Linked DNA regions of Sus scrofa: region 2 is linked to region 1. Evidence: chromatin contacts called from public Hi-C data. All regions are on one chromosome and are shown on one strand. Each heading gives the region's core, a stretch centred on a gene start, on an enhancer-like site or on the middle of the called end of the contact. The rest is flanking DNA. Distances are from core to core; before and after follow the strand shown.

Region 1 (7,284 bases), core at 895-3,394:
GACAGTGCAGCTATAGAATAAACATATAATATATATTTTTTTGACAACACCAAGACCAGCTCTTCAAGTATTATGTAGATATAGAAAACACTTGGGGAGTTCCTGTCATGCTCAATGATTAACGAATGCGACTAGAAACCATGAGGTTGCGGGTTCGATCCCTGGCCTTGCTCAGTGGGTTAAGGATCCATCGTTGCCGTGAGCTGTGGTGCAGCTCGCAGACGTGGGTTGGATCCCCAGTTGCTGTGGCTCTGGCGTAGGCCAGTGGCTACAGCTCTGATTGGACCCCTAGTCTGGGAACCTCCATATGCCACAGGTGCGGCCCTAGAAAAGACAAAAAGACAGAAAAAAAAAAAAAAGAAAGAAAGAAAAGAAAACACTTGGAAAGATAAACCAGAAATGGCTAAACTGGCTATTCTCATGATATGGGATTATGGGGAAATTATGGAGAAAGAAGGTTTCAGGGTTTAGTTGATAAACATTAGATTTGAATTTACTTTTTGATAATACATTATACTTTAATAAAGTAAAAGAAAAAATGTTTATTCTCTTCAATGCAGTAAATCAATGTATAGTAAAATTTTATGTAAATAATCAAATATATGAACTAACATTTATGTACAAGGATGCGCTTGGCGGCATTCCTTACAAAGATAAAAACTAGACTCCACATCATGTCCAACAATAGGACAGTTCTTCAATAAATTCTAATGCCTCTCTCTGATAGAATGTTTTTCATAACATGGGAAAACTTCATGGTGTAATTTAAAAATTCACCATGCAAAAAATTTCATTGAAAAATAAAAAATAATAATTCACAGTGCAAAAACTGTCCATAATATGGCGCAGCAGCTCTACTCCAAGGTATGTACCCCAGAGAATTGAAAACCTATGTTTATACAAAAACCTGTATGCAAGAGTTAATAACATTATTCCTATCAGAGGTTATGTAACAACTCCTTGTCTTCCAATAAATAAACAGAATTTGAGCCATGGGGTTACGAAGCTCTCTTAACCCTTGAACGGACAGTATTTCTCATGGGCTCACAGGAATGCCAGGTTCTCTGCTGCGCTTGTTTAGCCAAGTTGTTTGACTTAGATCTCACCTGACATCTTATTTTTCCAGTAACTCCTTAGCAGGGAAATGAAGGCGAATCCACAGTATAAGGATAAAATGGCACAGGCCTGGATTGCCTTAGAGACTCGATATTTTTACGATGTTTATGAAGTTGGCCTTGATTTTCTCTAATTGCCCGCTTTGTTCCAATCACAGAAGAACTTTGTGGACTGACGGGGAAAAGAGTCCGAGATGCAGGCAGTAAATAAGCCTGCTGCTGAACAACTTGTGGAGCAGGTCTCAGCTCTGTTTTGGAAATTTATAAAATTCTGGCTTTATGGATTTATCTCTCATCGATCAATCTGCTGATGTCCTGTCATTTGTCTGTCTTGGTGAATGGATAGAAATGGTCAAACCATTACCACTGCCTGCCACCGGGAGTGAGAATAAAATGTACAGATAGAAGGTGCAAGGAAGGACTCCTGCTTTTTCCCTTGAACCTGGTCTGTACCACTACATTTTTAATAGGTTATCTTGTCACAAAATAAAATAACAATTTCATAAAAATTATCAGAGAGTCCCTGTTGCAGCACAGCGGTAATGAACCCAGCTAGCATTCATGAGGATGCGGGTTTGATCCCTGGTTAGGGATCTGGCGTTGCCATGAGCTGTGGTGTAGGTTGCAGATGTGGCTCCAATCCCGAGTTGCGGTGGCTGTGGTGTGGGCTGGCACCTGCAGCTCCCTTTTGACCCCTAGCCTTCAAAACTACATATGCTGCAAATGTGGCCCTAAAAAGACACACACACACAAACAAAACTATCAGCTGTCATCCTAACTACCCCCTCTGACATTCCTCTCAAACATCTCACAAAGTGCCTGGAAAGAGTTAACACAGAGAATTCCAGATGTTTGAAGTGAGGACAAACTCCTGATTTGGTGGTGGGGGTGGAGGCAGGGTTAGAGGTAAAAAAAAAAAAAAAAAAAAAAAAAGGTGGGGAGGGAAGGAGAGAGGAGGGCTGCCCTGTTCTCACCCCAACCAATAGCATGAAAGTTTCAGGCCCAACGCCCATTTATGGGGCTATTTCAGGAGTCAGGCATCACCTCTGAAATCACTGTCACGGTAACTTGTCAAAGGACTAAGACAGTTTCCTGGTCTGATTACCTGGCAGCCGCTGCTCCAGTACCTGACAGGTAAAATCTCAATCCTCACCTAATCTAGTGGTAGTGATTCAGGATGCACACTTTTTTCTTTGTGGTATCTTGACTGGTTTTTTCCACAGGGCACCAAGACACTTATGGAATAGGGGTTTATTTTTACTAATGGTAATATTAACACTGAATTTCTAGCCATGTGGAAGGGTTCCTCCTGGCTCTGTGCACACGGTCTGTGGAAGTCTTAGGGAGACTCTGACTTACCAGGAAAGGAGGGAAGACCTACACCGTCATTGCCGACCAACTTTCATGTCCTTTTCCCTTGGTTCCACTGAGGGCGTGGTTAAAGTTTCGTGGGAATTAAGGGTCTCAGTAGATAAGCATTCAACAGAACACGCTCTGCTCATATTTTAGAATGGATTCTTGCTTATTTTCCATCTCAGTAAAAAGTCTTAAAACTCCCTTCATGCATAACAAAGCTACTTTATATGAGAAAGGGGTTTGGAAAGATGTCTGGTGAAATCACCCCCATGTTTGGGTCCAACTGCAGCCCCCTCCTGGACGGTGTTCGTTCTAAGTGTCAAAGTGACCCCTTCTTCTTTTCCCCAGAGTCTTGCTGGTGATGGACCCCTACGTGATTCAGATGCACGGCCATGGCAACCTCCCCTCCGTTCTGGATGTGCATGTCAACACTGCTGGTAGAATCCCTGTGCCAGGAAAAATGAAAGGCAGGAAGGCCAGATGGTCCGTGAGGCCCTCGGACATGTCCAACAAGACTTGCAATCCCATCCGGGCCATCGTGGACAGCATGAAGGTGAAACCGAACCCAAACAAGACCACAATATCTCTGTCAATTGGTGAGTGGGGGACACTTGACCAAGAGGCAGGCCTTGTTCCTCTCACCCCCATCCTCGCTGGCTGGGTGGAAAGGATGAAAGTGGAGGGTGGGTCTGAGCCCTGGGCCTGAAGAATAACCTCTTGGTGGTTCTTTTTTTTTGCTCCTGTGAAAAGGGGACCCTACTGTGTTTGGAAACCTGCCAACAGACCAGGAAGTAACTCAAGCAATGAAAGATGCCCTGGACTCGGGGAAGTATAACGGCTATGCCCCCTCCATTGGTAAGCTCCTCCTGAGATTCTAATCTGGTGGCTTCCAAATATTTGGTGTTTTTCTAATAGGAGTAAGTGTCTAGCAATTCTCTTTGCCTTCCTGATGCATAATTCCTAAAGCGAGGCGAAGATAAAATGGCTGTTTGGATTTGGGGAAAGGAGTCTCAGAATGCTTACCCTCATAGTCATCAAGGTCCATCTTCTTTCCTGGCTTCTTCTGACGCTATGGCACCTCTCCTCTCTAGACTCCCAGGACATACTTATTTCTCAAATAAAGCTCCTACCTACCATTGCTAATTCTATACACAGGCCTTGAGTTTGGCTGCAGCAGCTGCTTCTTTTTAAAAAAATTTTTTAGGGCCATATCTGCAGCATATGGAGGTTCCCAGGCTAGGGGCTGAGTCAGAGCTACAGCTGCTGGCCTGTGCCACAGCCACAGCAATGCCAGGTTCCAGCCTTGTCTGTGACCTACACTGCAGCTTATAGCAACGCCGGATCCTTAACTCACTGAGTGAGGCCAGGGATTGAACCCACGTCATCATGGATGCCAGTTGGGTTTGTTACCACTGAGCTGCAATGGAACTCCTGCAGCTGCTTCTTTACAGAGCTCTATAGGTCCTAAATTAATTTCCTTACTGCCTTATGTAAATAGCTTCTTGGCTTTATTTCTCCTTTTCTACACATTCAAGGTTTATTTTATTTATGGTCCTGGTGACACTCCCAATGTAATCATGCTTGTTTGAATGCAAAAACAAAAAACCAAGGACAGCAAAGAGTGGGCTGTCCTTCCGGAGGATAGAAGGTTGTTTATGACAGAAAGAAATTATTCTTACTTAGGTTCAACTCTCTTCATCTATTAAACATTTCTACCCTAAACACTTTGGCAAAACAAGTGATTCTTTGATTTTGTTTTGTGTTGCACATTTTCCTCCATGTATATGTGCACGCAGAAACATTCTTAATGCAGAATAAAAATCCAGTTTCATGCTAAAATAGAGTTTTAAGAGCACTTTAAATAGATATGAAGCACATGATTTTTAGCTTGATTATTTACATATTATAAAGTTTCACAAATAAAAGTCAAAACAAAGTAAGATCAAAAGTTAGGTTATAAAAATAGTTTATTTTTATTTTATTTTATTTTATCTTTTTAGGGCCACACTCGAGGCACATGGAGGTTCCCAGGCTAGGGGTCGAATCGGAGCTGTAGCTGCCAGCCTATGCCAGAGCCACAGCCACACCAGATCCAAGCTGCGTCTGCAACTTACACCACAGCTTACAGCAACAAGGATCCTTAACCCACCGAGCGAGGCCAGGGATCTTATTCACATCCTCATGGATGCTAAGTCAGGTTTGCTAACCACACGGGAACTCCTAAAAATAGTGTATGATGACTTTTACATCCAAAATAGTAGGAAAATGATTTAACCTGAAAAACCAAAACCAAGTCTCCATTTGAAAAATAGTCAAAGGATATGAACACTTCATGCCAAAAGAAACACAGATAATAATATATATCTAGAAAATGCTCTTCTTTATTAATAATTAGGAAAGTGCCAATTTGCATAACTTCAAGAGAACCATCTCTACTTATTAACTTAACAAATATTATGAATATTGCCTCTAGCCTTGGTAACTAAAAATAATCTTTTTGGAGAGCAATTGTGTAAAACATAATAATCTGTATGAAACTGTGTGTACTTCAAGCTGATACGCCAACACTTGGAGATATTGTATGAGAGTACAATTCAAAAGGGGAAAGTTAATTTAAAAATAGTTTAAAAGGGAATAATAGGAAAAATACTAATAGGTATACAATACAATGTGAAAAAGTTAAATGGACCCAATGTACTGAATGCATTAATTACAAGTTTTCAAAAAATATAGTTCTTAGAGTTCCCATTGCTGCTCATCAGGTAACAAACCCAACTAGCATCCATGAGGATGCAGGTTCCATCCCTGGCCTCGCTCAGTGGGTTAAGGATCTTGTGTTGCCGTGAGCTGTGGTGTAGGTTGCAGATGCAGCTCTGATCTTATGTTGTCATGGCTGTGGTTACGGCCGGCAGCTGCAGTTCTAATTCGACCTCTAGCTGGGAACTTCCATGTGCCACAGATGCAGCCCTAAAAAGGAAATAAAATAAAATAAAATAGAATGATATATATATATATATATAGTTCTTAGAAGGGACTTAGATTAAATAATAAATAATCTAAAATAAAATAAAACAAGGAGTTCCTGTCATGGCGCAGCAGAAACAAATTTGACTAGGAACCATGAGGCTGTGGGTTCCATCTCTGGCCTTACTCAGTGGGTTAAGGATCCTGTGTTGCCATGAGCTGTGGCATAGGTCACAGATGTGGCTTGGATCTGGCATTGCTGTGGCTGTGGTGTAGGCCAGCAGCCATAGCTTTGATTCAACCCATAGCCTAGGAACCTCCATGTGCCTCGAGGGTGGCCCTAAAAAGTAAAAAAAAAAATAAATAAATAAAATGCAATCACGTAAGCAAGAGGCTGCAGATAATTTTATAGTGTGTGGTAATTCTTGTTATTATTTATACATTTGTGCCCATAAAATTGTAAGATATGAAGGAAGGTAATCTCTTTTACCTTCAGTGCCCTGGAGCTAAACTGAATGGTATGTGCTCTGAAGGTTGCCTTGAAGCCCTGCTGACTTAAGGGCAGAGCTGTCAGTGGTGGGGTGAAAACTTCCAGCTTCTTCCTTCTGCTCTTTTCTCTCAGGCTACCTGTCCAGTCGGGAGGAGGTTGCTTCTTATTACCACTGTCCGGAGGCACCCCTGGAAGCTAAGGTGAGCCCCAGATGGGGTACCAGTGCTAAAGCAATACTAGACAAATTCTACCCTTTTCCTTGTTTCTGTTTCACGAGGAGTAAGAGTTTCAAGGGGCGCAAATACTAAGGATAATTTCCCTTTGGTAACTTGGGGACTTTTCATACGATGAGGCTGCTAATCAGTGGTTATATTTAATTTCATCACAGCATGATAATAATAATTGCATACAGGGAGTTCCCGTCGTGGTGCAGTGGTTAACGAATCCGACTAGGAACCATGAGGTTGCGGGTTCGGTCCCTGCCCTTGCTCAGTGGGTTAAGGATCCGGCGTTGCCGTGAGCTGTGGTGTAGGTTGCAGACGCGGCACGGATCCCGCGTTGCTGTGGCTCTGGCGTAGGCTGGCGGCTACAGCTCCGATTAGACCCCTAGCCTGGGAACCTCCCTATGCCGCGGGAGCGGCCCAAGAAATAGCCACAAAAAAAAAAAAAATAATAATAATAATTGCATACAGCGTATGTGGTGTCTGTCCCAAGGAGGCTCAAAGGACTCAGAGGGCACCCTGTATTTGATTCTCGGCAAAAAGATCACTGAAAAACAGTAATTAATAAACACCAGAAAATTGAAATTTAACATTTTACCAGTAGGGTCTTTTATTAACCTGTAGCTTCACTCACTCACCTTAAGGCCACTTAGTCGATAGATGGCGGTATGTCATACTGGATTGATGGCAGTGCCATGTTTAAATGCCATCCTCCCCTTTATTGTCTACTGAGTGAGGTTGACATTTCTTAACGTAAGCGGTGCCCTTCGTCTGTATTTCAGAAAAGAGTCAGGCTTCAAACCTCCAGTCAAAAGTAAATAAATAACCAGGTGAAAGAGTCCAAGGTCAAAATGATTTCTCGTGGAGGTCTGCTGAGTCACAGTCATCCTGTCCTTTTTTTAAGGAATTTATTTCTTTTAAGTGGCCGACAGTTTCCACCACCTTTAAGCATGGGCATTTCTTTCGATTTTGGCTTCATAGCATTCCTACAAATTTGCATAGCATTTGTAAGTTTACGTTGGCTCCCTACTCATCCATCTGATAAGCTCTTGTCTGCTGTTGCTGTTGGAATCCATAACAAAATGAAACTTTTATTTTCTTCACAGGATGTCATTCTGACAAGCGGCTGCAGTCAGGC
Region 2 (7,902 bases), core at 5,301-7,800, 33 kb before region 1:
GCCGCGTCTGCGACCTACACCACAGCTCACGGCAACGCCGGATCGTTAACCCACTGAGCAAGGGCAGGGACCAAACCCGCAACCTCATGGTTCCTAGTCAGATTCGTTAACCACTGCTCCATGATGGGAACTCCAAAGCCAATGTTGGAAAATCTTGATAAAACAGAAATATACATTGTAAAAATTATCTAAAATCCAAACAATAAAAATAACCACTGTTACCACTACTTTCTCTTCTGGACTTTTTTTTTTTTTTTTTGGCTGCACCCATGGCATGTGGAAGTTCCCAGGCCAGGGATCGAGCTTGTGCCATGGCAGTGACCAGGGCCACAACAGTGACAACACTGGATCCTTAACCCACTGAGCCACCAGGGAACAAACACCTGTTCTGGACTTTTCTACCACATGTGCATACTTTTTGCTGTTGTTCATTTGCTTTTAGGTAAGAAGAGGGTTCTAGTCTCTCTACTTTATATAACCCATTTTTCCACTTAATATAGTGTGAACATTTTTTCTCCCTCAGCAAATATGTTTCCTTAATATTTTCACTTTTTAATTTGTTATTTTATTTTGGCAGTGCTCATGCATATGAAAGTTCCTGGGCCACGGGTTGAACCTGCACCACAGCAGTGACCTGAGCCACAACAGTGACAATGCCAGATCCTTAACCCACTGTGCCACCAGGGAACTCCATTTTACTTCATATTTTTAAAGGCGGTGTAGAATGTTAAAATGAATTTAAATAATTCCAACATAAATGACATTTAGGCTTTTCCTGATGTTTTGCCATTGGGAGAGATAGATGCTATGTATTTCTTAATAGAGTTTGAGGAGAACAGAGGCTCCACAAGCGCTATTTCTGCTATAACGTTAATAGAATCAGAAAGCATCAGGGCTAGAGGAGAGGTCTGGTGGCATGTGCTTTTAAAAAGAAAGGCCTAGAGTCTCTCTAGGCCTTACTTGCCCCTTGAAAGGATCTGGTTCACTGAGTCAGCATCTCTCTTTACTAAGAAGCAGCGGTGCATTTTAGGTCATTCCTTCTTCTGATTCTGGCTGAATCCTTCAGATCTGTTAATGAGTTAACACTCTGAAAGTCAACTGAAATCTTAATATAAGCTCAGTCAGTTAAGCAGTGGGTTAGGGTATTAAATAAACATATAAATGGGGTGGAGCATGCAATTTGAGAGGCCGAAACCTCACAACTATCCCTTGGACCCTTTTCAGGGCGACCACAAGTCCATGCCATTGACACTGAGAAGCCATCTCCAAAACCGCAATGCCAGGCTCTGTGTGACAGACAGCACCCCTGACTGCAGAGATCACAGCCTTTGGGGAGAGAATGAAATTAAACCTTTAAGGCTGCTTTGCACCTAAGGCTACAAGCTGAATGCAGACCCCACCCTTTTATTTATTTATTATTATTATTATTTTAAATACTTTTCCTGTTACACTGGCACAGCACTCCTTTTACAAGCTTCTCCCTCACTGTTGGAGCACAAGGGTCTAAAGGGAGAGGAAGAGGACAGAAGGGAAAGGAGACGCTGTTCCAAATGCAAATTGGGAGGAGCCGGGAGGGGAGCAGACCGGTACCTTCTTCCCAGGGAACTGCTCACTCGTCACTGGTCCCCCCTGTTGTTTCATGTATTACTTCATAATAAATGAGCACAATCCATGCATGCCCAGGATTTCGTGATCTGATATGCGCACTCGACATTTGCACTTGGTTTTTATCTGATCTTTATCCTCAGCCTTTAAAGATGTTAGTAGCCGAGGAGTCATGCCTGTAACCATGAATTCGGGGTTTATCTCTTTTTGTCAGTGTCCCTTGGACTTCCTCACGGTGACTCAGCCCCAACTGCAGGGTCTCCCCAGGAAGTTAGAGCCACAGCTGCCTACCCTTTTTGCCAATTTGTCGCAGGGGGATGTCATTTTACCAATGAGGAAAAGAAGTCACAAAAAATCCCCTCTAAGAGGAGGCTGAAAACCTTCAGGCGACCTCTACCCTGGCATGCAGTTCCTGCTTGCGACAAGTCCCCGGTGTTTAAGGGCTGTGTCTCTGCACACAACACAGCATTGTGTATTTATATGGGTCCCTGCACATCCAGAGATCTTTTCTAAGCCTTCATTTGTTAGCTGCTGCTGTTGAATCATCCTTTCACTATCTCAACTCAGAAACCCAACCTCTAGGCCCAAAGCCAAATAGCCAGAAGCAATCAAAGCTAAATCAAGGTGTGTTTTGATGGGGTCCCCTGGCAAGCTCTGCCCTCTCTTGGTAAATCAATCACAGAAGAATACCTCTACAGAGAAACCTGTTAAGCAGCCTCGGGCTTCTTCCTACTATTTATATCATCCAGAGAAGGTTAAAAAAGGAAGGGAGGTCGGAAAGGAAGACAGGCGGAAAGAAAGAAAGAAAAGAAAGAAAGGGAGGGAGTGAAAAAAAGGGGGGGGAGGGAGGAGGAAGGAAGAAAAACAGAAGAGAAAGAGATCAAGCATGTAAACCATTTCAGGCCTTAGCGTCAGAGAAGCTCTTAAGTTTCAATTCCAGCTGCTCATTTAACAGTTGTGTGACTTTGCGTAACTTATTGCAACCTCTCCCTGCCTTAGGAGCTGTTGAGAGAATTAAAAGCAACAGGGTGTGCCCAAGTGTGTAAATGAGAGTGAGGATTCTTGTACCTGGATTGCCTGGGGCTCATCCGTCAAAGTCCTCCATAATTCCGTAAGAGCGAATTTCATTGTAATCAGCCTAAGAGATATTTTCAGGTATTAAGTTCCCTGATTTCTCTCCCTTAGGCTGAGAACTTTTCCCCCTTTAGTCACAGGCAGCCTAGGAATATTTCTCACCAAATCCTGTGAGCCATAAGGGCTCACGCTGACAAACCAGATTTTCTTCTTCGTAGGCAAGGGCAGCCTGGTGCCAGGGTGGGAACGCTGGGAAACCACATTTGGCGCTGACACATGGTATCGTGTACGTGTTCTTAAGGGTGTGTTTTCTTTTGTTTCTGTTTGTTTTCAATGAAACAGAATAGGATAGACATTGTCAGTGTACTTGGTATGTGATAGGGTCTTACTGTTTCAGGCTGTGTGTGCGTGTGCGCGTGCGCGCGCTCAGGGGCACACACGTGAACTCGTTCTTAGTGTAAAAGGTATTTCTTACTGTGGGTCTCAGTCGACAGCACTTAACAGCCGTGAGGGCGTGTTTGGGCATCCACTGTCCTATCCCGGGGCACGAGCTCAGCCTGGCTCCCATCTCCAGGTGCTCTTCCTTCTCTAACGCTCCTGGCTCTGCCTGCGGCTCCACCTGCAGCCTGAAAACTGCAGCCACGGCTGCCTCGCCAGACCCGGGGCACATCCATCTCCATTCGAGGAGAAACCCGGGAAAGCCAGCCGCCCCTTGCAGACAGGCCTACCTTTTCTAAGCAAAGGGGAACCTCATGCCTACCTTTTCAATCAAAGGGGAAGCAAAGTATGAAAATGAAAATGCTAGAAACCAAAAGGAAGTCTGCTTGAATTTTCATTTCACCAGCTCGGACCCCTTCCAGAACCGCCAGCAACAGTAAGTAAATGGTTGAACCACCTTCCACATGGCTCACCTCTCCCGGTGCACAGGTATCTGCACTTGTGGCATTCCAGGAGTCCTTCAGCCTCTGACTGGTAATATTCCACTTCCTCTAGCCCAGGCCCAGGGTTCGAGAGCTGATATCTCCCTGAAGTGCGTTCACTATAAACAAACACAAACATGGCCATTAGCGGGCTTCACATTCAGGAGCTTGCTTGGCAGTAGAACTCAGGACACCTCATGCTGGGTCTGGACATTAAAGAATGTGCAGGACAGAAAATCTGGGGCAGTATTTCGTACTCCAGAAAAATTTTCTGGCTCAGTGGCTCCACAGGGCATCCAAATACTTGGCCCAATTCCTCTAAGGGCCTCACTTATCCGTGTAATTCTGAGCCTTGCCTTGGATGCTGGCAGCTGCCTAGGGGGGCTTTTCAGTTCAGTGAGGAGGAACAGGCCCTTTTCAAAACTAGTTTGCATTCACAGGACTCTGATGCCCAGGCTGGTATTCTCTTCCTTCCCTTGTTATTTTGGCAAGAATTGAATCAGAAATATTTCTTAAGGTTATGGGTGGTACCATAACTTTGGACATTCTTCATAGCTCACTCTCTTCCTTTGCCAGCCCGACTCCTGCAGGAAACATTCCAGAGCCCAATCAGGGCCCTAGCTCTATTCTCTCTGAATCCGTCCCTCAGGAGTAGCTCACGTGCTGCAATTGGCTGGTTTGCTTGTCGGTCACCTCGAGACTGTGGACACTGTGAGTCGATCTCTGCTGTCTCTGGCCCTACCTCCCATTTATTAAATAAATGCTTGTTATGTGGAGGAGAGACAGAAATAAATCGCTCTTGGTTTCAAACCACCTAGTGTCTTTGAGCAAAAGAAGCAAACATTCCCTTCACTGGCTTTGGGGCTGGGACAGGGTGGGGGGTGTCGAGCAGGGGGATCAGGACACCAGTTTAGACGAAAACCTAAAACTGAAGCTCTGGGAAGTTCCTGTGTGGGGCAGCGGGTTAAAGATCTGGCATTGCCACAACTAGGGCACAGGTGGCAACTCGGGCACAGGTTTGATCCCTGGCCCGGGAACTTTGACCTTTTGTGGGTATGGCCAAAAAAATAAAAACAAAACAATAAACCTGAAGCTCTGGATTTTCCCAGGTCAGGCACAGGCAATGCAGTGTGGCTTTCGGCAGGGACACAAAAGCTAGTGCCTGTGTTTGGACACACCCTTTATCACCATTTGGCTAGTTAGTTCTAGATAAGGTAACATAAACTCAGGATAGTAGCTTTCCCGCTGTGTGGACACAACCCGGAGAGAGACTGGGCTTAAGCCTCCAAGTCCCATAGCAGAGAGGATCTTGGACTCCTCTTAGGAATAAGGGTAGGTGTCAAAAACCAGAAGCAGTCTTTACTCCAATACCTGGCTGTCCCCTTCTTGGCCTGGCACCTAATCTGAGCATTCAGTAATATGTGTGGAGTTGGATGGAATGTGCAACGAAGAAAAGACCACCTCCTGAGTTCCCATTGTGGCTCAGTGCTAACGCACCCGACTGGTGTCCTTGAGGATGCAGGTTCAATCCCTGGCCTCGCTCAGTGTGTTAAGGATCCAGCATTGCCACAAGCTGAGATGTAAGTTGCAGATGTGGCTTGGATCTGTTGTTGCTGCAGCTCTGATTCAATCCCTAGCCTGGGAACTTCCATATGCCACAGGTGCGGGCCCAAAAAGACAGACAGACAAACAAACAAACAAAAAACACCTCCTTAGAAGGGGGGTGGGTGTCATCCAGGACCACTGCCTCTCCTCAGTCTCTCCCAGATCACAAAGTCTTCCAGAATATCATGATGCTCTCACCTCCAGGCCTTCCAGGAAATTTGTTTTACCAGGTAGGGTTGACAAGGTTCCTTCATTCAGGAGGGTAGATTCCGAAACAGTCGTGGGATCAGGCTGAGGCTGCCCAGAAAGACCTCCCTCACAAAGGGGCGGGGGAACTGCCCTTTGGGGCTGAGTTTTCCGTACGTTCAGTTCTTCAGCTAAAAGTGTTGCTTCTTCCAGCTGTCTGGTTTTGAAATACATATATGTTCCTGAGAGGGGTTACACATTAAACTATGAATTCTTCATGGGTCTGACTTTATTAGGCCGGGGCTTCCAGGGAATGAGACTTTGGGTTTTGAATCACTGGACAAGGGTGTGAAGCTCCAGGGGGCGGTCCTGTGGTCACAGGACGACAGGGAGGAGCCTCAGGTTAACCCCACCCACCCAGCCTCCCGCCCACCCCTTCCCATTTCTAGTCCTGAAGTCCTTTCTTCCTCTTTACCTGGTCCCCGGCTGTGCAAGGAGGCGGGGGGAGGGGGGTGGTTAGGGGGGGCGTTCTCTGCTTTGTTAATCGTTCAGGTCCAGAAGCGAGGACACTGTAAGCTTTTCCTTCCCTCCCAGATCCCCTCTAAGAGCTCAAAGGGGAGGAATCGCACTTCCTTTAAACCCACTTCCAAGGACAAGTCTCTGGGGCGTAGAGCAGCGCAGGCGGGCCTCAGACCGAGGCTTTCTCCCGGCCGAGGTCAAGCCCTCTCCCACCTCACCTTTCTGGTCCGCGGCGTTCAAGGCCCCCCTTCCGCGAGGATGGTGGCTTCGGGGTTTCCCAAGGCGCGGGCCAGGGTGGCGGGGCTGGGTCCCAAGTCGGCTGCCGGGGTCCGTCCCGCGTCCGACTTGGGCGAGATTTTTCTGGGACTCTTTGTTCACTTCCACGATGGTCCCCAGCCCTGTGTCTGTCCTGGTGGGAGTGTCGGTCCCTTTCCCTGTCGCGGTCCCTCCTTTCCCTGTCGCGGTCCCTGTCCCTTCGCTCTCCCCCGTTTCTCTCCCTTCGTGGGTCCCCAGCTCTGTCCCACTGTCGCTCGGGGTGGCGATCTCGGTCCGGGCGAGGGTGCCGGTCTGGATCCCGCTCTCTCGGCCGAGTCCGGGGCTCTCGAGTCCCCGACGTGCGTTCCATGGCCGAGTTCCGCGTCCCCGCCCCAGAGCGACCCGAGGGCAACAATCCACAAGTTTCCCCGGCAGGTGGCCAAGCCCGGGGGCGGAGCCAGGTGGGGCGGGCCGCTTACCTGCGCGCACGCGCCCTAACCCCGCTGAGGGCCAGGAGGCGTTCACCGGCAGGGTGCGCCCCTGAGCGCGGCCAGGGGTCTGGGCGCGAGCGTTCCGGGGTTTGGTGGGGTCCTGGAGCGTCGAGATGCTTTACACACCTGGGAGAGACCTACCGCCCGCCCTCCTGCCCGTCTGCTCTGAAGTATCCACTCCGTTACGTCTGCAAGACGGGCGGCCTAGGGAACTGAGCTCGCAGCTAACAGCTTGGGTTTTCTTTGCAGCGTGGACCCATCCATTCTCTCACCCATCCATCCACCCGGCCACTATCCTTCTCTTCCTCCCTCTCCTGTTATCCTCCTAACAACTGTGTTGTAGGGGACTTGAGGCCAGTTTATTTATTACAATAGTCCTGGACTTAAACTTTTTTTTTTTTTTAATGATGAACCCCACAGAATTGGCAACCTTTTGGCAAGTAAGGATATTTTAAAACATACAAAATTACCGTCTATTAATGAGTTCTTTCAACAAATATGTTTGAGCACCTAGCCTAGCTGTCGCTGGAGATAGAGTGGTGAACTCTGCTAGTAATGCACCCATTCTAGAGTGTGTGGAAAAGGGAGAACAAGCAATAAAAAAGAAGACAATCTGACGTGTAAACTGTGACGAGGAGGGCAGGTTTCTTTATATAGATCTGGAAAGGGGCCTTTGAATTGAGTCCTGGATGGTGAAGCAGCAGATGCTGTAGGGTTTCCGTGGTGAAGAATCTGCATTTTAATCGTAAGAGTGATGGGAAGGCATTAAAGTGTTTTGAACCAGGAGAGTGAGTGACTTGCTCTGATCTATGTTTTTAAAATAAAGATTACTCTGGCTTCTGTGAGGAAGATGGACTACAGAGGCCCAAGAGTAAATTCAGGAGATGAGTTAGGAAGCAACTGGAACAGTCTAGGTGAGAGCTGGTGGTAGCTGAGTTGATGAGAAGTGGACAGATCTAGGTTGTGGTTTGGAGGAAGACGTACAGGATGGGTGGATGGAGGTATCCTTTTTAAAAAATATTGAGGTAGGAGTTCCCGTCGTGGCGCAGTGGTTAACGAATCCGACTAGGAACCATAAGGTTTCAGGTTCAATCCCTGGCCTTGCTCAGTGGGTTAAGGATCCGGCGTTGCTGTGAGCTGTGGTGTAGGTCGCAGATGCGGCTTGGATCCTGCATTGCTGTGGCCCTGGTATAGGCTGGTGGCTACAGCTTCGATTCGACCCCTAGCCTGGGAACCTCCATATGCTG

Evidence for each region. A called contact is a pair of places that touch in the nucleus more often than the background predicts.
Region 2: a Hi-C map of liver shows a contact between it and region 1, with 2.9 times the contacts expected there. The contact joins the promoter of MARVELD3 here to the promoter of TAT in region 1. A contact is called at or near these places in 1 of 5 promoter capture datasets (liver) and 5 of 47 Hi-C or Micro-C datasets (embryonic fibroblasts, liver and skeletal muscle).

The regions. Positions count from the first base shown.
Region 1 is chr6:14,578,063-14,585,346 of Sscrofa11.1, reverse strand. It overlaps TAT (tyrosine aminotransferase), which reads left to right and starts at 2,144. Exons shown (of 12, transcript XM_003126884.6): 1 at 2,144-2,249; 2 at 2,820-3,067; 3 at 3,222-3,326; 4 at 6,058-6,125; 5 at 7,253-7,284. The coding sequence starts at 2,833.
Region 2 is chr6:14,615,156-14,623,057 of Sscrofa11.1, reverse strand. MARVELD3 (MARVEL domain containing 3) reads right to left here and starts at 6,550. Exons shown (of 3, transcript NM_001243841.1): 1 at 6,128-6,550; 2 at 3,591-3,718. The coding sequence starts at 6,534.